Regions from separate parts of the Triticum aestivum genome. Here region 2 is linked to region 1. The links are chromatin contacts, called in public Hi-C maps. All regions are on one chromosome and are shown on one strand. The core of a region is the stretch at or near the end of the contact, and the rest is flanking DNA. Distances in the headings are between cores, read along the strand shown.

Region 1 (5,067 bases), core at 1,706-4,205:
AATTATTTTGCTATCAAACTACTCCGCTACTTACAATTTCAGCACTTGCAGACATTACCTTACTGGAAACTACTTGTCATTTCCTTCTGCTCCTCGTTGGGTTCGACACTCTTACTTATCGAAAAGAGCTACAATTGATCCCCTATACTTGTGGGTCATCATATTCTTGTGAAGAAGAAAGATAGTACCTGGCGCATATGTATTGATTACCGATGCCTCAATGCCATGACCATTATCAACAAATACCCAGTCCCAGTGATAGAGGATATACTGGATGAACTAGCTAGAGCTCGCTGGTTTTCTACTCTCGATCTATGATTAGGATACCATCAGATTTGTCTGGCGGAAGGAGAAGAATTTAAAACGGCATTTCAAACTCACTCCGGCCATTTTGAATTCAAGGTGGTTCCCTTTGGCCTGGGAGGAGCACCAACAACATTCTTGGGCACCATCCAAGTCACTCTACGACCAGTACTACGGGTGTGTGCAATGTTGTTTTTCGACATCATTCTTGTTTTGAGTTGAATGATGGCTCTCCACACCCAACACTTATGGCAGGTCCTGTCCCTCCTACAGAAAGATCAATGGTATGTGAAGTGGTCAAAATGTGTGTTCGCTCAGTAAGAAATCAAGTACCTAGGCCACACTATTTCTGCACAGGGGGGCTGCACTGACAACAGCAAGATACAACAAGTGGCTGATTGACCAGTACCAGCGTGTGTCAAGGATGTCAGGGCATTCCTCAGCCTGCCAGGCTGCTACCGACGTTTTGTTAGACAATTTGGCATGCTCTCTCGACCCCTGACTACTCTGCTACGCAAGAACACACCCTTCCAATGGACAACAACCACCCAATCTGCTTTTGAAGCACTCAAGTATGCCCTAGTTACGGCTCCTACACTGGCTCTGCCGGATTTCACCAAGCCATTTGTAATTGAGATGGATGCTTGTAAATATGGATTCAACGCTATGGTTCAACAGGAAGGTCATCCCATTCCTTACATCAGCAAAGCGTTGGGCCCCCGCACAAAAGAACTGTCCACCTACGAAAAAGAATACCTGGCAATTTTTCTAGCTATTGAGCAGTGGCGGCCATACCTTTAGTTTAGCGAGTTTGTGATCAAACTGACAAACGCAGCTTAGTGCATTTGGATGAACATCGCCTCCACACCTCCTGGCAGTAGAAAGCCTTCACCAAACTCTTGGGACTACAGTACCACATCTGCTATCACAAAAGGGTCTGGTAACTGCGCCGTAGATCCTCTCTCTCGGCGCCTAGTGACTGCCTCTAAACATCTCCACGCCATCTCTGTGTGTCAATCCGCGTGGTTACAAGAGATCGTTAAAGGTTATGACTAAGACCCGAAGACACAACAACTGATCACCCAACTTGCCGTAGCACTAGTGGCTGGGGGCAAATTCACCTTGCACAAGGGCATTACCCGTTTGAAAGGTCGGGTCTGGCTGGGCAACAACACGCATCTCCAACACCAAATCATGCATGCCTTGCATGATAGCACCGTAGGTGGCCACTTAGGCTTCCCGACCACATACAGAAGAATCAAGCATCTTTTCGCGTGGCCTGGGATGAAGCAGCACATCAAAGAGCATGTTCAGACCTGCCAAATATGTCAACAAGCCAAGCCAGATCATGCATAATATTCAGGACTCCTCCATCCTTTGTCGGTCGCCAAGCGTTGCTGGGACTTGGTGTCCATGGATTTCATCGGGGGATTGCCCCCGTCCAGGCAGTATAACTGCGTTTTCTCTAAATACGCCCACTTCATTCCAGTTAAGCACCCGTACACATCGCAAGTTATAGCCTAGTTATACATTGATCAAGTCTACAAACTCCACGGCCTGTCCTGAAGCTATCATTTTCGACAGAGATGCAGTTTTTACCAATAAGGTTTGGCAAGAGATCTTCAAGTTGCAAGGCATGGAATTGAAGATGATTTCATCCCACCATCCGCAAACCAATGGCCAAACGGAGCGTGTCCAATGTCTCGAAACCTACTTGCCCCGCTTTGTGCACAACACCCCCGCCAACTGGAGCAGATGGTTAGCTTTGGCTGAATTCTGGTACAACTCGACATACCATTCTACCCTCAACAAAGCACCGTTCTCGGTGGTTTACGACCAAGAACCACGACACCTGTGACTGCTTCCTGACCAAGCAACACCGGTTCCAGAGCTAAACAAATGGCTGGAGGAGCGTCAAGAAATGCAAGACCTCTTAAGGCAACATTTGCTCTGCGCAAAACAGATTATGAAAAGTCGGGCCAATAAGAAGCGACCCCACCAGGAATTTCAGGTTGGCGACCAGGTCTTCCTCAGGTTACAACCATACATTTAGACATTGTTTGCGCTCCCAGCCAACCACAAGCTCAGCTTCAAGTTCTTTGGACCGTATCCGGTGGTCCGACGGGTGAACGAGGTGACGTATGAGCTGGAGCTACCAGAAGGATGCTCGATCTTTCTAGTCCTCCATGTGTCGCAACTTCGCAAGGCTTTGCCCCCAGGTGCGAGCGCATCCTAATCTCTTCCATCACTTTCTAATGTTGTGAATGTTCCTGTGGAGATATTGGACAAACACTCGTGCCGCGGCTTGAACAAGATGTGGGAGCAAGGCCTGATTCGCTGGCAAGACAACCAAGCTACACTGGATACCTGGGAGGTCCTTGAAGATCTTCGCGTCGCTTCCCTACTACTGCGACTTGGGAACAAGTCGTGTGTGAAGAAAAAGAAGGTGTTGGCGACCACACTATACAAGGGCAGACAGAAGGAAGAGCTACACCAGGCTGGCCCGAGAGAGAGAGAGGATGTTCACTGGGCCCAATGGGTCTCCTACATGCCACAAGTTCACTGGGGCCAATGGGTCTCCTACATGCCACAAGTTCACTGGGCCCAATGGGTCTCCTACATGTTCAGCCCAAATGAACCCGTAGGTGAGGGCATCCCGGCTAAGGGATCGGGCATCGGCGGCGGCAGGCGTGTGTGTTCCTCTGTATCGAGCTGCGCTCGCGATCCTCTTCTTCCCCTTCCCCAAGTTGTACTCGAATCAAGTCTGTAATCGCCATAGATCGAAGAGGGAGAACCAGAGAGTGCCTCACAGACGGAGAAGAAATGTCTCGCTTCCTCCTGCGCCGCTTCCTCTGCTCCTCTTCCTCCACCACTCCCGCAGCTGGCGCAGGTTTCATCCGCGAGCTCGCCACCCTCCTCGCCGCTGGCCGCTTCTACGCCTCCGTCGACCTGGCGAAATCACTCCTCCTCTCCTCCCAGCCACCAGCCACCTCCGTCCCCGACCTCTATCACGCCCTTGTCTCCACCGCTGCCGCCTCCCTATTCGACCCGCATCCCCCATCCTTCCTCTCCGACGCCGCCTCCGCGCTCGTCGTTGCCTCCGCTCGGCTTGGCCTCCCCGACGGCGCACTCCGGCTACTTTCCCTCCTCGCCGACGCCCGCGCAACTCTGCCGTCCCTATCCTCCTGCAACCTCCTCCTTGAGTCCCTCCTCTCCCTCGGCCGCCACGCCGACGTGCGCCGGGCGTTCGACCTCCTAAATGCCGCCGGGGCACGCCCCGACACCTTCACATGGAACAAGGCCATCCAGGCGTGCGTCGTGGCAGGTGATGTCGACGAGGCTGTCCGGATGCTTCGTCGGATGGATTGTGAAGGCCACGGCGCCCCAGCGCCCAACGCCTTCTCATACAATGTGGTCATCGCTGGACTGTGGAGAGCAGGAAGGGGTAGTGACGCTGTTGAGGTGTTTGATGAAATGGGAGAGAGGGCTGTGTTGCCAAGTCATATCACGTACAATACGATGATTGATGGACACATCAAGATAGGGGACTTGGAGGCTGGTTTTAGGCTGCGGGATCAGATGTTGCATCATGGCCTGAAGCCGAATATGATCACTTACAATGTGCTGTTGTCAGGGCTGTGCCGTGCTGGCAGGATAGGCGAGACGGCCACAGTGTTGCATGAAATGATGTCACGAAAGATGGTTCCGGACTGTTTCACATATAGCATTCTGTTCGATGGTTATTCCAGAGTTGGAGACTCGCAGGCAATGCTTTCCTTGTTTGAGGAGTCTGTGAAGAAGGGTGTGAAGATTGGGGCTTATACTTTTAGTATTTTGCTGAATGGTCTTTGCAACGATGGCAAAATTTCAAAGGCAGAAGAGGTACTGCAGACGTTTGTAAATGCAGGACAACTCCCAACAAGGGTTATCTACAACACTCTTATCAATGGGTATTGTCAGATTGGAGAGCTTGAAGGGGCCTTCTCAACCTTTCAGCAGATGAAATCACGCCTTGTTAGTCCAGATCACATCACCTATAATGCACTAATAAACGGTTTGGGTAAGGCTGAAAGGATCACAGAAGCACATGCTTTGGTCACAGAGATGGAGAAGAATGGAGTGAGTCCTAGTGTGGAAACTTTCAATACGCTTATTGATGCATATGGAAGGGATGGGCAGCTTGAAAAATGTTTCGTTCTACTTTCTGATATGCGAGAGAAGGGGCTAAAGCCAAATGTGGTCTCCTATGGTTCAATTGTCAATACCTTTTGCAAGAATGGGAAAATCCCGGAAGCAGTAGCTATTTTGGATGATATGTTCCATAAAGATGTTTTACCAGGTGCACAGGTGTACAATGCGATCATAGATGCATATATAGACTGTGATGCCACTGAACAGGCTTTTACTCTAGCTGAAAAGATGAAGACTAGTGGGGTACCTCCAAGTATAGTTACATGCAATTTGCTGATAAAAGGCCTTTGCAAGCAGTCTCGGATATCTGAAGCAGAGGAACTAATTCACAGCTTAAGAAATCATGGATTAACTCCTGATGTTGTCGGCTATAATACTCTAATATCAGCATGCTGCTACAGGAGCAACACTGATAGAGCTTTGGAGCTTCAGAAAGAAATGTGCAAGTGTGGCATCAAACCTTCATCGAGAACATATTGTATTCTTCTGAGTGCATTGGGTGGTGCAAGAAGAATACATGAGATGGAAAATCTGTATAAAGAAATGTTGGACAAGGATGTTGTTCCTTGCAGT
Region 2 (5,067 bases), core at 1,097-3,596, 350 kb after region 1:
CCCTCCCGGGCACTGCTAAGGCAAACCTCCCTCCCCATGTCCATGCTCCCAATGAAAACTCATGCATGTGGTGACGAACGTCATGATGGTGGCGAGTGTCGTCGTTACGCTCAGGGGGAGGGGGGGCTCACTGGGGGAGTATATAATCTCCGAATGGCAGTGCGGTACACTCGTCGGGCTAGCATGGACTGTGACACCATGCATCTCGGGCTCCATCTTTTTGGCAGCCTTGTTTGTTCCTCTCATATACATGTGGCCCTATGGTCTGGGCTCTTGGTACCCTCTGCTCGCTGGCAAGATCGGTGGTCCTTGATACGAACTGAGAGGGCGGAAGGCCCTTTCCACGGCAGTTCATTGGGAAGGTGGTGATGGAGTGTGGCGGTTTCTTCTAGGAGCCACAATTTATTTGCGTTCGGTTCCCTCGGCTGCACCTTATTTTGCATTCATGCTGCTCATGTGCTCTTGCTTGGCGGCAAGCTAGCGGCGCCCTCTGGTGCATTTTTTGTGTATTGGTGTTGTTGCTTTTCGTGTTTTGTCTAATTATTATTTGACCAGTTAAGAGAGTTTCCTCAAAAACTTGTAATGTTTGATCATGCAATTTTATCTATAAAATGGTGTGTGAGCCTACTTCGAAAGATAAAGCGGGCCAAAGCCGGAGTTTAACTTATTCACACAACCAAACACATATGTAATATATTCCCTAGCATTTAACGCCCCCTTTGCTTCTAGAGCTAGTCTAACATCTAGCGGTCCTCTCTTCCTTTTGATTGTAGTCTGGTAGCTGATGCTGAATATGAAAGCTCCCGGTGGTGCTTACAAATAAGCCACATCAGAATTAACTTAATCAATCTCAAGGGAACGCTCATATTTTGAAATGGCAGTAGCAAACTATTCTTTCCCTGAACTAAGTCGTACAGTGGAACATTTTATTTATTTATAGAAAAGCATCACCATTGAGGATGCAACTTAAAGGGCACACTAATTAGTTGAAACTTCAATTCCAAAACAAATGCCCGCCACCTAATCCTCAGGCACCAGCAAATTATTAAGCTCCACTAACCTGTGGCTTAAGTGCTAATGTCACGGTCAGATACGTGCATTGCTAGGTTTAGTCTAGCCATAGCCAAGATACGCATATCACAGGAACAAGGGCAACACGTTGGTTGGCGTTCCTGAAAAGGGGAAGAAAAAAAAGGAGGGCAACACATTGGTTGTCCACCACGTTGTTTAGCCGGATGGAGGCCAACGGGGCCTCGAAAGTGAGGCGCAAGCTAAGAACCAAAATCAAAAGGGAGAAAGAAAGGCGTGGTACTAGAAGAAAGGAAGCAACCGTAGATTTTGTAAGGTTTATAATTATATCACACCATTTTATAATCATTTGCTAAACTATGCGTACAAATATTATTTGCAAAGTTGCTCACCGGCGACTATGGAAGTGATGTATGTATCGTACTCCCTTCGTTCGTTTTTATAAGGTAATTTAAACAACTGGTTTTGAACTGTTTAGAGCACTGTCTGAACAGACTTAAACATCTTACATAAGTAAATAGAGGGAGTAATTTTCTTAGTGTTTGGTGAAACATGACAATAATCTAGTGTCACTTTCAACTTTGTGTTTCAAAGATACCGTCTCTAAATTAGAATGAATTTTACTTATTTTGATTGAATTATCGGTGTGTATGCAGCCCTTTCATGTGAGTTCTAGCAAAGAGGGGTGCGTCGAGTCCGTTTCTCCTTCCCCGATCCTAGAAAACCGTTCGCATGTTACTTTCCCAGTGAGACCACAACCTATGAATTGGAGGAGAGTAATTAACCGCTAAGTATGGCGAGCTCCATGGTTATCCACGAGAGAAATGTTTAATGCCCTTTTCTTCTAAATAGGAGGGATTATATATATAGTAGTACGCAATAAATACCATGATATCGCATCCTAAAACACAGCAAACGGATAATAACACTGGCTCATCGGAGTGAGAATACAAACTAGTCCAAAAAATAGATTTTTGGAACCATAACAAATGGCCAAGGACCCGAGCATAAACTACCACTGATTATGAGAAGATACCAAAAGGGATTTGACATTTGGAAAGCCACCTCCATTTTCTCGTCGTCACCGACGGCCCACCGGTAAATCCACCGTATGCAAGCAGCAGGGCGCATCAGCATTAGATAAAAATGGGTCAGACGAGGCGAAGGAAGGAGGAGCAAACCTGAAGCGAGAAATGAAATGGGTTCCAACCAACCCCAGGCCACGCGACCCACGACAGGCGGCCAACCGGGGAGGGGCAATCTCGTCCGCCCGCGCACGGAAATCAAAGCAGGATTCCTCTCATTTCATTTCATGGCAACAAAAACAAGCCAGACACACTGCCTGCCTCCTCTCCTCTCCTCTCCACCCGTCCTCCTCCTCTCTCTCTCTTATTCCCCTCCCGGAGCGCGAGCGCAGACCAGGAGAGGAGGAACAGGAGAGAGAGAGAGAGGGAGCCCTAGCCCTGCCCCGGCGCCCCGTCGCTAGGGTTAGGGTCTCCCCCCCAGTTTCCCGCCCTCCCTTCGTCGCCTCGTCCCGTCTCACGATCCGCCCGCCGGCGCCCTGCGGCGTGTGCGCTTTTCGGCCTCGCCGGCCCGGCCCGGCGCCAGCAAATGCCGTGTGTCTGACCGTGGTGATTCGGAGGTGGGCTTGGTGTTGTTGTTGTCGTTGCCGCCCGTACGGCACAGGGGAACCGAGGAGATTCCGGGCGAGATCCGGTGAGCGGCGAGATGCAGCAGGATCAGCGCAAGAAGGTGGGCTCCTTCCCAGAGATCCCTAGCATTTTTGCGTGCGTGAATTCCGCTCCAGTCGAGCTGGTTGATGCAGCTCAGCTGCTCCTTTGCCTTGTTTTTTTTTTTATTATTTCGAGGCAATGCTTTGCCTTGTTTGGGGTCTCTGTCCGTTCAAGCCTTCGTTTTCCCTTTCTGTTCGGCACTGTTTCTTGTTTCTGTTCTGGGCATCACTCCCATAGATTTGACGTTCCGCCGCCGTATCACTATTCTCATTTCAGTGCCGTGTCAATCCGGATGTTTGAATTTATTTTTATTCCCACAAGGGTAGGTATTTTTTGGCAGTATTTTCGTTAGCCGTCCACGATCTTTTCCCTCTGTAACCTGAATCTCTAATATGATCATGTCGGTCCTTCTCGCTTTCATCTTCTTGTCCCATGCATTTTCCGCACTCCCGTCGCATCGCATTGAGTTATGCGGCAGTCTTGCTTCTATATTTGGGAAAAAAGGTGTAATTTGGCGCTCCTTTACTATAACAGTTCGCAATTCACATGCAAAAGTTGACCGCGTTCTGTGACCTCGAGAGGCTGCCCGCGCAAACACATTGTGGCCGTTGCTTTTCCTTGTCGGTGGGCAAAGCTGTTGGCTTTTCTTGTGGGGTTCTCTTCTCCCCGATCTGTGCACGAGCACTTGACTCACAAGTGGTGCGTGTCACGATTTCAGTTTCGCAACCAACGCTTCAAGATCTTTCTCCTCAAGAAAATTTCTTTGATCTACCTGCACAACAGTTGAATTTGGCATCTATTCCTTAATACTGGTTGTAGCTTCCCAATGATTAGTTATTTTACATGTCGTCCATTAAAAGTATCTGGAGATATGCCATCATTTTTGCGACCCACCACCTACCGTGCCATTTCTGCTTTTGCTTGACAGCGTGACATCAATTGTTTGTATATACGTATATGATTGCGAGAACTGATGGTCCATTGATCACTCAAGCTTCTTGTCGCCGGGAGCTTCTGACGAGCTTCCAGTGCTAGATTTGTGAAATGTATTTGACATGATATCTGCAATTCTTTTCCAGAGTTCCGCAGAGGCAGAGTTTTTTACGGAGTACGGCGACGCAAGTCGATACAAGATTCAGGAAATCGTTGGAAAGGGCAGCTACGGTGTCGTGTGCTCCGCAATAGATGTCCACACCGGAGAGAAAGTGGCGATAAAAAAGATACATGATATCTTTGAGCACATATCTGATGCTGCACGGATTCTCCGTGAGATCAAGCTTCTGAGGCTCTTAAGACATCCTGACATTGTTGAGATCAAGCATATTATGTTACCTCCATCGAGACGAGACTTCAAAGATATTTATGTCGTTTTTGAGCTCATGGAGTCTGATCTCCACCAGGTTATAAAGGCTAATGATGACTTGACAAAGGAGCATTACCAATTCTTTCTTTACCAATTACTCCGGGCTCTGAAGTACATTCACACTGGTAGGTAACATACCGATTTATCTTTCTCGAAGATCATATGTCGCTGGACCATACAGTAAATTTGCTCTGTGGTGAGCTTGTATCAGGTCACCACCTTCTAGTTAGATATACTAGCTAAATAAACCCGAACGCTTATAGTTGGTGCAGTATGTACGGTATTGTTAGCATATACAAATAATTTGCATATGGCATATATTAGATTAGCTGAAGTTCTTGAGTTCAAAGCAAAAAAAATCTGTACCAACTAGTGCCATACTGGTTGGGTAGGGAAGATAGGTGATAAACATATGGCCATCACCTGAATTCCAAATATGCTCAGAAACAGCAAATTATCTCAATCGTAGGCATTAGGGGGTGAACAACAGGATAGATTTTCTTTCATAGAGTGCGGGTTGTTTCCTCATGATTTAAAGATTTTATTACGCAATTTCCTGATAACTTACATATTTGCTGGTTCAAATGGTATACCTGTGTGGTGGTAGTCTTTTCAACAACCAAAAAGGAGTATCTCCACAGTTCTTTCCATGAACAAAATCTGTATAAATAACATGTCCAGTCGTGCTCCTTTTGCTGCCTGCACCCATTGCTAATCCTATGACCATATGTAACTGCAGCTAATGTTTATCACCGGGACCTAAAGCCAAAGAATATATTGGCAAATTCCAACTGCAAACTGAAGATTTGTGATTTTGGATTGGCACGAGTTGCATTCAACGATACCCCTACAACAATCTTTTGGACGGTATGTTCAAGGAATACCTATATTCTGCCATCCTTACATTTCCGACTTGTTTGATTTGAGCTAATCATCATGATG

The links. A called contact is a pair of places that touch in the nucleus more often than the background predicts.
Region 2: a Hi-C map of an unstated tissue shows a contact between it and region 1, with 8 times the contacts expected there. The contact joins the promoter of LOC123061543 here to the promoter of LOC123061541 in region 1. A contact is called at or near these places in 2 of 5 Hi-C or Micro-C datasets (leaf and an unstated tissue).

The regions. Positions count from the first base shown.
Region 1 is chr3A:436,982,956-436,988,022 of IWGSC CS RefSeq v2.1, forward strand. It overlaps LOC123061541 (pentatricopeptide repeat-containing protein At5g12100, mitochondrial), which reads left to right and starts at 2,956. Exons shown (of 7, transcript XM_044484679.1): 1 at 2,956-5,067. The coding sequence starts at 3,127.
Region 2 is chr3A:437,329,308-437,334,374 of IWGSC CS RefSeq v2.1, forward strand. It overlaps LOC123061543 (mitogen-activated protein kinase 10), which reads left to right and starts at 2,347. Exons shown (of 10, transcript XM_044484681.1): 1 at 2,347-2,781; 2 at 3,842-4,250; 3 at 4,865-4,992. The coding sequence starts at 2,758.